Regions from separate parts of the Mus musculus genome. Here region 2 is linked to region 1. Evidence: chromatin contacts called from public Hi-C data. All regions are on one chromosome and are shown on one strand. Each heading gives the region's core, a stretch centred on a gene start, on an enhancer-like site or on the middle of the called end of the contact. The rest is flanking DNA. Distances are from core to core; before and after follow the strand shown. Region 1 has its middle 6.3 kb from the start of Gm39023. Region 2 overlaps Gm32633 (predicted gene, 32633).

The links. Hi-C and Micro-C count contacts between places; a contact is called where the count stands out from the background.
Region 2: a contact with region 1 is called in a Hi-C map of erythroblasts, with 2.6 times the contacts expected there. The contact joins two enhancer-like sites. A contact is called at or near these places in 11 of 484 Hi-C or Micro-C datasets (B cells, bone marrow-derived macrophages, cerebellum and 6 more), 1 of 115 datasets of contacts at active chromatin or transcription factors (kidney) and 1 of 9 other capture datasets (embryonic stem cells).

Annotation. Positions count from the first base shown.
Region 1 is chr7:63,855,200-63,862,595 of GRCm38.p6, forward strand. No RefSeq gene overlaps it. Among named protein-coding and RNA genes, the nearest start is that of Gm39023, 6.3 kb to the left of the region's middle. Within about 2 kb of position 3,467, at least 232 of the 459 cell types and tissues checked have an H3K27ac peak or open chromatin away from gene starts, as enhancers often do. A contact at or near this core is called in erythroblasts, where this site is marked.
Region 2 is chr7:63,991,388-63,998,321 of GRCm38.p6, forward strand. All of the region lies in intron 1 of Gm32633 (predicted gene, 32633), which reads left to right. Among named protein-coding and RNA genes, the nearest start is that of Gm32633, 8.0 kb to the left of the region's middle. Within about 2 kb of position 5,599, at least 11 of the 459 cell types and tissues checked have an H3K27ac peak or open chromatin away from gene starts, as enhancers often do. A contact at or near this core is called in erythroblasts, where this site is marked.

The DNA.
Region 1 (7,396 bases), core at 2,217-4,716:
ATTGACTGCAGCTCCTAGGTGTGAGGAGGCTCAACCTTACCATGTGGAAGGCTAGGGCTACCCAGAGCAAGGGCATCCATTAGCATGGTGAGCCCTCCATCTCTGAGCCTCTGTGCCTGGCTCCGCCTTCTTGCAGGTAGTTCCTGCAGAGCCGCCACGGGATCCCTGCTTCAAGGCAAGCAGGCCCAATTTTTAAATTTTTTTGTTGTGTGGAAAGATTTTTTGATCTGGATGCATCAACTGGCTAGAAGGTTTGTGCTCCTCACCAACATGACTGTGCCACCCAGCAGGGGGCAGCAGACAGACCCAGTGGACAATAGTGAAAAGAGCAAAACTCTGCAGGTCAGAAGAGGTGGGGTTTAATTGCCCTTGGGAGCTGGCACAGTATCTCCTTTGGACAAGTCACCTAATGGTGTCACTTAAATGATGGCCATGTCACACTGCCCTGTAGGTGCTAGGCAGGGAGTCTGGGTCGGCCATTCATCCCCCCCCTCTGCTATAGCAGAAGAAGATGCGATGCATCTTTAGCACCATTCACCATGGTTCTATCGGACTAGAAAGTTCACGGTGAGCATCCCGAATCAGAAGACCCCAAATCCACAATGGGCTAAAATCAAAGCTAGTCACGACGGTACACATTTGTATGATTCCTTACTGCAGAACTAGATGAGATAGGAAGATCGTGTCAGGCCATCTTGTCTAAAACAGAGGGGAATGCTGGGAGATGTCTCTGTGGGTAGAATGTTCCCATTCATACAAGAGGACCCCAGACCGCATCTGCAATCCTCAAGCCCCGCCCCCCAGAGAGATGACAGGCAGACTCTCAAGCAGTCCCTGGGCAGACTAGCCTGGTATGCTGTATGGAGAGCGAACAACAGAGATCCTGCTTCAAACAAGGTAGAAGGCAATGTCTCCTGTCTTACATACACACGTGAACACACATGTGCATGCACTTCTCAGCCATCCCCAGGTAAAATGCAGGCCTGAAAGTGAAGGTGGGCCTTTTTCCCATCCCCCACCCCCAGCCTGGATGCCTGCACTCCCTGGATTCCTGAAGTCCTTGGAAGTAGCAAAGCCCAAAGGCTGAGCCTCATGAAGGCTCAAGCAGAGAGGAGGAGGAGGGGTTGGAAGGAGAGAGTAGGACCCATGTCTGGCAGGCTCTAAAATTAAGGGTTCTGGGTTCCCTCTTGGTCCTGAACCTCTTGATGTCTGCTTCTGTGATTCCCCCAGCATCAAGGATGCTATCCTGGAGATCTGATTCACCCCCACCTTAGGCAGCTCACTGTAGATCCCCTGAATGAAGGACATAGTCTCAGTTCAAAGGAGACTACAGAGGCTTGACTGCATAGAGTCGAAGGGCCTGTGAGAGCATAAGGCAGGGAGATGTGAAGCCCAGTGTGACAGGCTCTCAGCCCCTCCTCGTGGTCCCTGTGGACACAAAGCCCCTGAGTTACAGAACCTGCCTCCCAGTGGCTAGTGCTCCTGTGCCCCTCCAAGGACAGCATTCTGGTGCTTCTACCCACCCAGTGTGAGCCAGCTCTGACTCAGGGCACACCCAGCGCTGGAAGGCAGCACAGGTTCCAGCGCCCCCGGACCTCCTCTAGGAATGAAAGAAACAGGCCTGGGCCTGGAGCAGTGGGTGTCAAGGTATCACCGGGCCCCTGCGTGGGCCTGATGGCTGTGGGAATCTGAGGGGATTATGCGGTGGTTTGGCAATGTTGAAAGGCAGACTCCACGCCCACTAAATCCTTTGGAGCAGAGGAGCCCTTGTTTTCAGGTGAGTTCAGTTCCGAAGGGGGTGGACACACACACACACAGCCTAGCTGGGGCTTCTTATAGTTGCATCTGTTCCTGATCGCCTGAGGTGACTAGTGGCACTCTCTAAAGAAAAACAGGGTGAGGACCTCCATAGCCAGGGTTGACTACCCAGGCAAGGATGAGCTGTTGGTGCCATCTTCAATGAAAAGCCACCTGGTGACATCACCAGTCCTTGGAGTAGATCAAAGGGAACCATATGGATGGCACCCAGCTGCCAGGGCTGCCAGCTCTTCCAGCCCAGGAATGCCTGGGGCTGCCTGGATAGGAAAACTGGAAATGGTACCTGCCTGCCCACCGCCTCTTATTTGTAAGCCACAGGCAGCCTTAGCCTCCTACTTAGACTCTCCAGGGCCAATGGTCCTGTTCTAACACCAACACACACTCTTCGCAGGCTGTGGTTGTGGTGCTGCGGCTCAAAAACCAAGGTGTTTAGAGAGATCTAGAAGCGACAAAGGCCCCAAAGCCCTGGAACAAGGTACTGTAAATGAGCATGGATGAACACTGAGGGACAGACCCACAGACAGAGCATCTCCCAGATACCCACCACTCCTTTCACAGTACCAAAAGGTCAACAGCTGGCTAGGTTTGGCTGCCTCTTCCACCATGCCTTCAAACAGCAGACAGTTCATATGGTCTATTACATCTCCTGCACAGCCCCGTCCCTTGGCTTAGTGGGTTCCCCTGATGTGATGGCGGGCCCCTGAGGACTCTCAGGGCCATAGGCAGGTGGGAAAATAGAGAGCGTGCAAAGCAGCAGCAATTACAGGCTCCACCCTGAGATGGGGCACTTTGTGGTGGGAACCTGTCCAGGCAAAGGACTTATCCGAGAGATCAGGCAAATTACTGGGTAGCCATCAGAGTGGAGCCTAGGCACAGACGTGTGTGCAACAGACACCTCATTAGTCTAATTATGGGCTCCCGGGCCCACTGGTACTACGCAGATGGAGGAAAACTTGAGGTCAGCCAAGAGAACAGCACCAAGGTGATGCTTTCCTCAGAAGGCTAGTTTGCCCTAGCTCCTCAGGCTGAGGTCCACCCCAGAAAGATGGGAGAAATGGAGGGGATGAGACCTCGTCACTTTAGAAGTCGACAGACTCCACACCTGCTCATGTGCTCTGCGTCCTTCTACTCCATCTGCAACCCTCATCCGTCGGCATTCAGGATTGCCAGGAGATGCTGGCCACTAGATACGGTCCATAAAAAAATGGTGATAGGACTGGAGAGATGCCAATTAAGGGCACTGATTGCTTCCAGAGAACATTAGTCGTATCCCAGAAAAGATGGCTCAAAACCGTCTGTCACTCCGGTTCGGAAAGATCAAGTACCCTTAGTTGGCAACAGACACGCTTGCGGGCAAAACACCCATACACGGAGAATATTTTAATTTTAAAAATTAAAACGGTGTCAAAGGTGCACAAAGGTCAGCCTTGTACTGCACATACGTTAGCTCCTCTAGAGTTATAAACAAATGCATTTATTTCATAAATGAGAGAAGAGTGCCTGACGATGTTAAGTGATTTGTTAGTAGCTCTTGGAGCTAGAAAATCAAGACTTTGCCCTAAACTAGCAGCAGGCCCAGGAACCACCCACCACCGAAGAGCTGGTGGGAAGTGGCTCCGGGAAACAGCTCGCTCCTCCCTCAAGAGATGACGTCACGGGGCCCCGCCCGTTTTAAAGCCGCTGAGTCCCTTTGGTTGTTGTAGGGAGAAGGGTTGGGTTCCTCTGCTTCTGAGATCCGGTACCCATCTCCTACGCTCTCGGGCTAAGAAGGGCACAGCACGCCTCTGTAGGCTTGAACACCTGTCCCTAACTGCTTTCGGGCTCGGTACACTACCTGCCACAACCATACAGCAAGACCACAGGGGCCGTCTACCGCACGTGTGGGGACCGGGAGGAACCCCTGGGTCACTCTGCCCTCCACGTGAGGTCCAAAGTCTCTAACAGAAACCCCTCCACTGTACCTGCCTCCCCTCCCCTCCTGACATTCCTAAATCGGCTTGAAGAGGCTGACTGTGACCCGGTGTACTTCCTTTCCTAGCAATCACCTCACCCTGCCCTCTCCTGGCCCGGCACTCTCCAGGACAGGGACATCTGGACAGGACTAAGGACCCAGCTCCACTTCCAGGAAGGCCCATTAGACTGTAACAAGGCCAAAGGGGTGTCCAGGACAAAGAGCCTTGTCAGAGGCCCATAGGCACTCTGGGTACTTAAAACAAAACAGACAAACAAAAACAAACAAACAAACAAACAAAAACAGTTCTGAGGTTGTTTTTTGTTTTGTTGTTGGTTTTTTTTTTTTTTTTTAGGAGGAGGCATGTCAAGGTCACCCCACCCCAAACTACACCCAACAGGCTCAACTGGCCTTGCCCACGCTCCTTTCTTTCTTCCTGAAAGAAAGGGAAAAGGCATAGAGTTAGTTTATAACATTAAGTGTCAGAAGCAGCACCCAGCACCCAGGAAACACTGTAGCTCCTTCCTGGGTTTGTAAAATCAGAATGTGTGTTCAGCAAGCTGCCCAAAGGATGCTGATGCAGCCATGTATGGGACCCCCTGGCTCCTGAATTCCATCTCCATCCCCGAGGCCTGTCTTCTTTTCCTCCTGAGCCCTGCAACCCAAGGGCTTCTCCCACCAAGAACTGCTACAATGGTTCCCAGTAACTCTTTTGCCTGTACACACCAGCTAACCTTGAATGTCCTGTCTAAATGTTCCCCTCCAGAGTATAGGGTCTTAGGTATGCAGGAATACAGGCTCAGACCCCTTCTAAAGCGGGCTCACAATCAGGCTGTGTCTCAGATTAGTCTCCCTGCCTCCATTCCTTAACGTTCAAAGGTGGCAGAAGCTCTGAGATGAAGCAGACCAGGAGACTGCCACCCTGGCCCACCAGACCCAGAATGCCAGGCAGCTTCTATAGTGCAGACCCAGATCTGCCTTCACAAGCCACTGCCTGGGAGCCATGACCTTCTTTCCAGTTTCACCTTTAATACCTATGTGGGCAGGACCCCCAGGCCCGCTCCCACCAGCATGCTTCAGTGTGAACCAAGCCATCGAGGTGCCCGCTTTCCTGAAGTCCCTGACCCTCTCTGTGTCCAGTGTCCCCTGATAGATCTCCCCTTTGCTTCTGAAACCCACAGACCTTGGTCCTTTCCCTCTGCTTCCCCTTCCCTTCCCCTGAGCCCTCTATTGGGCTCCTGTATCTTTGTGCCTCCTCCCTTGGAATAATACTTACTGTCCCTGAGTCACCCTGAGGGCTACTTACTCTATTTTTGCCACTATAACAAAATAACTGAAACTGGATAGATGATAAATAATTGGGGGGGGGGGGGTGCTGGAAAGATGGCTCATCCATTAAAAGCACTGGCTGCTTGCTTTTCCAAAGGTCCGGAGTTCAATTCCCAGGAACCACATAATGGCTTACAACCATCTGTAATGGGATCTGATGCCCTCTTCTGGTGTGTCTGAAGACAGCGACAGTGTACTCATAAATAAAATAAATAAATATTTTAAAAAAATTGAGGGTTATCCACTGTATTAGTCAGGGTTCTCTAGAGTCACAGGACTTATGGAATGTTTCTCTATATTAAGGGAATTTATTGTGATAATTTATAGTCTATAGTCCAACTAACCCAACAATAATCAGTTGGGAAGTTGCTCAAGCCCATGAAGCTAGTTGTTTCAGCTGGTCTTCTGTAGAAGTATATTCCACCAGATGTGCTGTCAAGTAAACGCAAGCAAAGAAGAGTGAGTCTTCCAAAGTCCTTATGTAGGTCTCCTGTAGAAGGTGTGGCCCAGAGTAAAGGTGTGTACTACCACGCCTGGATCTGGCACTTGCTTTGTCCCAGGCTCACCTTGAACTCAGAGATCTCCTTGCCTCAGTATCCTGGGCCTAAGCTTTTCATGGCCACTGTGCCTCACTCAGGATGTCCATGCCAAGATCCAGATCAGAAGCTTGTATCTTGTAGCCTCAAGATCTGGATCACAGGTGAGCCCTCCAATTCTGGATTATAGTTCATTCCAGATATCATATAATTTGACAACCAGGAATAGCCATTACATCCACCTTTCAGTTCTCAAGGCTAGAAAGTACCGGAGCATGGCGTTAGCATTTGGTGAAGGCTAGCTTGCTGCACCATCGCATGGTAGGGCATCCTCATGAGAGAAGAGCGACTAGCTTGGTTCTCTCTTCCTCTCTTTGTAAGGCCACTAATGGGGGCCACACCCTCATGACTTCATCTCGCCCTCGTTACCTTCCAGAGAGCCCACCTCCAAACAACCCTGGCAGGAATTTTTCCACCTGATCTGTCCTGGAGACAGCCCTTTGGACCATGGCAAGGACTGATCCCACACTCGCTGACAATGCACCTTCTTTACCTACCCTCCCAGCCATGGCCACGGGTCTAGGCTGAGGTTTCATGAGTCATGGGCCCCAGCTTTCCTTCTGATAAGCTGTGTTATCCAGGTAAGTTAGTGAGCCTAGGTATTCTCACTAGAGGCCAGTGATTCCCACACGACCCGTGTGTTCCATGAGTGTGTCCTGATCACCTACAAAGGTAGCAGAAAACTTCCACATGGGAGGCAGTAGGGTACACAGATGTAAGAGGAAACTCTCGCCGCGAGAAGATAAATGCATGGCAGCCAACTAGGCATTTAGGGCACAGGCCTTAAGTCCCAGCACTCAGGATTCAGAGGTAGAACGATGAGGAATCGAAGATCATCCTTAACTACATAGAGTTACAAGCTAGGCTGTGCTACAGGAGATCCTGTCTCAAAAGCAAAAAATAGTGTGATGGTTAATGAATATTAGCAGCTTAACAGGGTCTAGAACCAGCTTGGAGGCAAGCCTGTGGGGGACTGGCTTTGTTAGGTTAGCGTCTGGAGGTACTTTCCAGGGCTTGGTTAAAGCTTGAAGAGCCACTTTGAATGTGGTGGTCTGGGGGCTTGGACTGCATAAAAAGGAGAACGGGAGCTGGGCACAAGCATCACTCTCTGCATTGTGATTGCAGATGCACTGTGACCAGCCACCTCCTGCTCCATTTCCCCATGACCAACCGGCTCAAAACTGTGAACAAAAACACATGTTTCTTTTTGTTGTGTTTTGTTTTGTTTTGTTTTGTTTTGAGACAGGGTTTCTCTGTATAGCCCTGGCTGTCCTGGAACTCACTATGTAGACAGGCTGGCCTCGAACTCAGAAATCCGCCCGTCTCTGCCTCCCGAGTGCTGGGATTAAAGGCGTGTGCCACCACGCCCAGCAAACACATGCTTCTTTAAGTTGCTTATGTTGAGGGTTTGGTCCAATGTAGTGAGAATTTTGACTTCTTAAAAAACAAAACAAAAACAAGGGCTGGAGAGATGGCTCAGAGTTAGTGCACTGATGACTGCTCTTCCAGAGGTCCTGAGTTCAATTCCCAGCAACACATGGTGGCTCACAACCATCTGTCATGGGATCTGATGCCCTCTTCTGGTGTGTCTGAAGACAACTACAGTATACTCATATGCGTTAAATAAATAAATAAATAAATAAATCTTTTTTAAAAAACACAAATATTATGGGTATATGTTTTTGTTTTAATTCAGGTGTGG
Region 2 (6,934 bases), core at 4,349-6,848, 140 kb after region 1:
CTATCTCCTGTACCCCATAGCAGCTGCTCTTGAGTACCCCACTTACCATTTCTGTAAGGCAAGATAAGATTAAACTGCCCACCCTCCCTTTCAGTTTTGGGAGGTGAAGCCGACTACAAAGGGAATGGCTGTGTCTCTTTTACAGCTGCTCAGGCCTCATGACAGCAAGGGCCAGGCCAGGCTTGAGGAAAAAGCTGGAGTGGTTGGGCCCAGACAGGGCTCCATGGAGCTGCAAGGGGCTTGAGTTTGAAGTCCGCGTGTTGGCATGTGCAGCCCGCTCTTCAGGGCAGATGGTGTTCCCCAGGCTGTGGGTAGAAGCTCCTTTGTAGACAGCATTCACACAGCCTGGGTTTCAACCCAAAATAGCTTCCTCTCCTCACCCCGAGCAGGGTGGCCAGCTGCTCCTCCTGCGCAGGTTCCTGGCCAAGGTGCAGCTCCACCTGGCCCATGTGCGGGTGGCACCAGGCTCCTGTACCTGCAGGGGCAGGCCATATTGGATGCTCAGGGGTGGGGTGGGGGGGCTTCTGTGGAAACCACCCTTGTGAGTTGGCAGTCAGGGCCAAGAAGGGAGGAGCCTTGGAGAACATGATGTAAGGGATTAGCCTGCCCAAGCCTGGAGCCCAGTGACATCCACCTGCCTCCCAGGGCAGCTCTGGAGCCAAGGCTACCCTTTCCCTAATTCATTCTCTATCTGCCCCCCCCCCCCCCCCCCGCAATCCCACCCGCGCATGCGTGCGTGTGTGTGTGTGTGTGTGTGTGTGTGTGTGCGCGCGCGCGCTATTTATTTATTTTTTTTAAATCACCAATAGCAGCCTTCTTCAGAGGCCTCCTGAAAATTTACCTTTCTGTCCAAGTCCAAATTTAGCCCTGACTTCCAGGCCTCTTACCATCTGGGCCTGCCAGGCCTCTGCCAAATGGATCAACCTGCCACAGAGTGGAGAAAACCCACTGCCCTGCTGCTTCCTGCATTGGAAAGCCCACTGTTCCTGCAACACACACCCACTGGGTTCGGGAAAGGCGTCGCTGACGCAGGCTTTGAGGCTATGCCTACCACTCCCTGATCCCCGCCAGGACCATATGCCATTTCACGTTTCAGACCGTGGCCATACACGGTGATAGTATCCATTTCACTTTGCACTGGTGGTCTTTGAAACCAAAGCCAAGAAGGCTGGAGCTGGGATTGAAAACTTGGGCCACCTAGAGCCTCCCTGGAAGGCCAGGCCACCCAGGGAGTGCCCCATGTTCCTTTGTTCCCAGCCAACCTGGATTACATTTGGGCCTCCTAATCAAGCTTTGCAACCCAGGAGGTCAACGTGCTGGTATTTGTAGATCCGTGCCAGACACTAGCCTGGGGAATCAGAGATGTGGACTATAGGTCTCTACTTCTCACAGCTGGCAAAGATGAAGAGAGCCAGGAGGAGGTTGGTCAGGGTGTCTAGAGATTTTCCCCATAGTTTAGTGTAGTTTGTCTTTTATCTCTTGACCACTGCAAATGCCAAATCTAGATAGAAGGAATAGTTCCTCACAGGCAGGGTAGGAGGTGCATGTCCAATCCTGTGGCTCTAGCCCTTCTTCTAGAACCTTCTTGTTTACTTTTGTCCCATAGCCTTGTGGCTGGAGTTAAATACTGGCTTGGCTCATGGTCCACCTTAGTCAGCGGTCCACTGTCTGATTTTCATCTTCAGCCTCTGCAACAAATTGTCAGTGTGGCTCTCAACCTTGGCCAAGCCATGAGTCCATTTTCTAAGGACTGTCTGATACACGAGACAAAGTAAAGAAAGAAGACTGATTATTTTAGGTTCACAGTCTCCAAGGCTGGAAAGTTCAAGGTCATATGGCCACAGCTGGAGATGGCTACCTGCCGCTTCCTAGGCAGGTAGAAGCTGAAAGATAGAGAAAGTATGCGTGCACAAGACAGAGAGGTCTAGCCTCCACTATAGCTAATACATTCTTCTGAGACATCTGCCTTGGTGATCCATTCCCCGCCCCACAGCACAGAGGAACTAACGTTCCTACGCCTGATTATTTAGAGGTCACGCTCAAGCCATAGAATAACCAAGAATTAAGAACAGGACTTTGCAGGCTGGAGAGATCCACCTCTTTGCAGTTAAGATGTACTTTGTGTACTGCTCTCCCAGAGGACCTGAGTTCATGGCCCAGCACCTATGTAGGATGACTTACAGACACGTGTGATTCCAGCTCCAGGGAATCCAACTCCCTCTTCTGCTCTCCATATGTGTACCTATGTGTACATACCCATACATATACACATACTAAAAATAAGTAAATTAAAAAAAAAAAACACCACCACCACCGACAACAACAACAAAAACAGCAACAACAGAAAAACCCAAGAAAACAACTGGAGTTTCTTTTGTTTGTTTGTTTGTTTGTTTGTTTTTGTTTTTTTGAGACAGGGTTTCTCTGTATAGCCCTGGCTGTCCTGGAACTCACTTTGTAGACCAGGCTGGCCTCGAAATCAGAAATCTGCCTGCCTCTGCCTCCCGAGTGCTGGGAAAGGGAACTGGAGGATGCGGGCATCAATCCTGCTACCTCTCACATGCTAAGCGAGCGCTCTACCATTTGAGCTAATCCCCCTCTCAACTGGAGTTCTCAACCCGGCTAGCTGTACTTCTGAATGTTGACCGACTACGGATGCTTGGATTCTGTCCCCTAGGTTCGTGGGAATCCCCTTCTTATCCCATGAATTCTGTGACAGTCAGGGTTATGTAGGGGAACAGAACTGAGTGAGCATATAAAACAAAGGAAATGTATTAGATTGTCTTATAGGATATGTGCTGGGTAGTCTAGCAATGAAAGTCTGCACCCTGGCCAGACTGAGAACTGCGACCTGCTCAGTCCCCAAGGCCAGAAACCTCAATGATCCCAAGCTGGCACTGAGTTATGGAGGATTCCTGGAGATCTGATCTTTAGTTCATGGTGGAAGGTCAAAGAAGCTGGGTTAAGCAACAGCTAAGGATGGCAGCAGCAGAGGCAGCAACCAAAGGCTGCACTTGCCAGCAAGGTGCAAGGCAGGCACATGAGACGTATTTCTCACCTCTCTATGTCTGGGCAGCAGATGGTGGGTTCTACTACTCCGAGGAAAGGGCTTTTCTGTCTTAGCCAATGGGCCCAGGATATACCCTTGAAGACCTACCCAGAGGTGTGTCTCTTAGTTGTTCCCATATCCAGTCAAACTGACAACAATCACATTTACATTTCACTCTCCTTTCCCAGCTCAGCCTTCCTTCTTTAAAAAAAGATTTATTTATTTTTATTATGTATATGAATACACTGTAGCATTACAGATGGTTGTGAGTCATCATGTGGTTGCTGGGAATTGAACTCAGGACCTCTGCTTGCTCTGGCCCAAAGAATTATTTATTATTTTATGTAAGTACACTTTACCTGTCTTCAGACACACCAGAAGAGGGCGTCAGATCTCATTACAGATGGTTGTGAGCCACTATGTGGTTGCTGGAATTTGAACTCAGGACCTTCGGAAGAGCAACCAGTGCTCTTAACTGCTGAGCCATCTCTCCAGCCCTCACCCTTCTTTTTAACAGCTTGTTTTTGATGATAACCTCCAAGCACCAAAGCCACAGCATAGCCTAATGGTATCTTATCAATGACAGTCTTTTTAAGAAGATGATAGGCCATCTTCCCCATATTCCCTGGGGCTTAGAGGACAGAACTTACATACTTGACACACATGTTGCTGTGCAGCCTATTATGTTATGAGATCCTACAGGCCACATATCACAAGTGTTGGCGGACATGACAATTATTATTCTGTGTTTGGCAGTTGGATTGGGTTAGAAGGTCTAGGAAGCATACCTTTGCCTGCCTGGTGCATGTGTAGTCCTCCTTATTGTCCTTTCATGTGGCCATCAAGGTCTTTCTTACTGTATGGCAGCCTCAGGACAGCCTGGGCATGGTCTATGAGCCTAGGGAGCCAAGAAAGTGGGCATGGTTATAAAGGGTAAATGTGATATTTTCTCGACTTGTGACCTACTGTCAGGATTCGGGCTTCAGTGGTTGGGCACGTGTCTGATACATGTGACTTGTGACTGGGTAATGTCCTTTGCTCTCCTCTGAGCACCATGGGCTCCTGTGCATTTGTACCACATGGGGACAGTGGTGGCCAAAGGATGACTAGTAACCAGGCAGCATCCTTGGGAGCCCAGAGCCTCTGGGTTATAATAGCAACAGGAGTAACAGGGACTCCTTACCAAACCATTTGGGATTCTTTCAGCCCTTCCCTCAACAAGGCCTCAGCCTTGGCTTATAAAAAACTCTTAGACTTTTAGTAAAAAAGAATTTATCTGCTTCTTAACTTTCCCATGTTTGAACACAAAAAAAGCTGGGTGTGGTGGGACATGCCTTTGATGTCAGCACTCAAGAGGCAGAGATAGAGGCAGATGTATCTCTCTGAGCTTGAGGCCAGCCTCATCTACAAAGCCAGTTCCAGGACAGGCAGAACTATACAGAGAACTCATCTCAGAAAAAAAAAAAAAAGTAAAGAAAGATCAGTATAACTATTAACAGTTCAAGGCCACATTACTAGGATAACACAGACTGTAAGAATTTACCAGAGGAAGCTCAACATTGCTGCAGTTTACTGTGTAGTTCAGTCAAAACCTGGTTCGAGACAGGTAGGACCTGAGTTACCCCTTGTGAAACAGCTGATATCCAAATTTACAGTTTGTTAGTTAAGGGTGTGCAGCTCTCACCAGCTCCTACATTTCCACACCAACTTAGAAGCTTCTCTTTGAAATGTGAAACTTTGGGCCTCTGGCTTTGCTTCTTCCCTTATTCCTGTAGAGGGGAAAGGCCTGGAAGAATGCGTCCTTTGCTCCAGCCTCTACCACAGCCTCCGGTCAACAGACTCAAGAAATATAGAATACATTGTTGTAAACAGGAGCATCCGTCTTAGTTTTTTTCTCCTCATTGCCAGTGATAGAATACTCTGCAGGCAGAGCTGAGAGTTCTGCAGCTTCATCTGAAGGCTGCTAGTGTAAGACTGACTTCCAGGCAGCTAGGATGAGGGTCTTAAGCCCACACCCACAGTGACATACTTACTCCAACAGGGCCTCACCTTCTAATAGTGCTACTCCCTGGGCCTAGCATATACAAACCATAACAGGTACAGCCTTTGATGATAGTGAAAGGCAGGAACTTGAAGCAGCTGGTCATATCATAGCCACAACTAAGAACAGAGAGAGGTGAATGTATGCACCCCTTTCTCCAATTATCAGTTCAGGATCCCACTAGGGAATGGTGCTATCCAGAGTGAGTCCATCTCAAGTCGATGCTATCAAGGTAACCCCTCGCAGGCATGCCTATCCACTAGATGACTTTAGATTACATCAGGTTGACAATGTTACTGGTCACCTTCTGTGCCACCAGGACGCCAGAACTTATTTCTCTTATCTAACACCATTTTGTTACTTACCCTCCCTCCCCAGCTTCTGATAACCACCTTTCCACAATCTGTTTCTTTGAGATTGCCTTTTTAATGTTCTTCATCGGAGTGAGCCCATATGGTATTTGCGTCTCTGTGTCTGGCTGATTTCATTTATCATAAGGACTTCCAGTTCTGTCCATGTTACACAAGTGGCAGGATCTTATTCTCTGCTGTGGGCTGGAGAGTAGGCCACTGTATGCATGCACTACATTCCCTTCACTGGGCCATGGGCACCCCGACTGGCTGCGTGTCTTGGTTGTTGTGAATGTCTGAAGTGGTGGTTATGCTCTGATTTGCTTAGCGTACATTGTATCATGTAAGGAAATAACACATTGTACCCCATGAATCAGCCCAGCTAATGTGGACATCGGAGATGAGAAGGATAGAGTCTGCCTCAGGGCCTTACCATGGGGTGAGCCACTTTAGTGCACGTCAGCATCTTTCCCTGACCTGGGAAGTTTCTTCTTCCCTAGTTCTTGCTCAGTTCACTCCCCCCTGGTCTGCTTATTACAGAACCTTTCACTGCTGTCCAGAGGCAAGAGACCAGCATTGACACCTCTGTCTATGCCCTTGTTCTATTTAGACCAGTAGTCCTTAACCCTCCCAATGCTGCAACCCTTTAATACAGTTCCTCATGTCATGCTGACCCTCAACCATAAAAACATTTTTGTTGCTACTTTATAATCAATTTCGCCACTGCCATGAGTTATAATGTAAATATATGCTTTTTTGTTTGTTTGAGGGTTTTAGGTGACCCCTGTAAAAGGGTCATTTGACCCAAAGGGGTCATGACCCACAGGTTGAGAATCACTGATTAAGACTCTCCTAGTGAAGGCCACAGGCCAGAAGGTGACCAGGAGTGCCTGCTTGTAGGTGAGCCTCTGAACACAGGAAGGAGCTCCCAGGGACATGTCTTTACCTTGATACTCTTACTATTTGTTTCTTCTTCTTTTTTTTAATTTTTAAAAATTAATTTATTTATTATATGCAAGTACACTGTAGTTGTCTTCAGACACCCCAGAAGAGGGCAGGGGCTCTCATCACGGATGGTTGTGAGCCATCATGTGGTTGCTGGGATTTGAACTCATGACCTTTGGAAGAGCAGTTGGTGCTCTTAACCACTGAGCCATCTCTCCAGCCCTATTTGTTTCTTTTTTAGCCTTTGCTTGTGAGAAAACTCTTTTCAGGAGTGGCTCAGCCCTCAGGAGCATCTTGCCCTTGGGGCTCATCTGCCAGCGGGCAAGCATCTGTTGAGCATCTCCTGGCCTGGACCTCACTTGCCTAAGCCTGTGATGGACTGGCAGCTAGGTCCTCAAGGTCTCTAGCTTTCTAGCAGGTAGCAGAGAGAATGGGAGGAGAGTAGTGACCTGGAGTCCTTTATCTCAGGCCCAGGCCTGGAATTTCAGGGCCACCATCCTCAAGGATATGTCAGAGACTCAAATGGCTCTTTGGACAGGACACAATGCC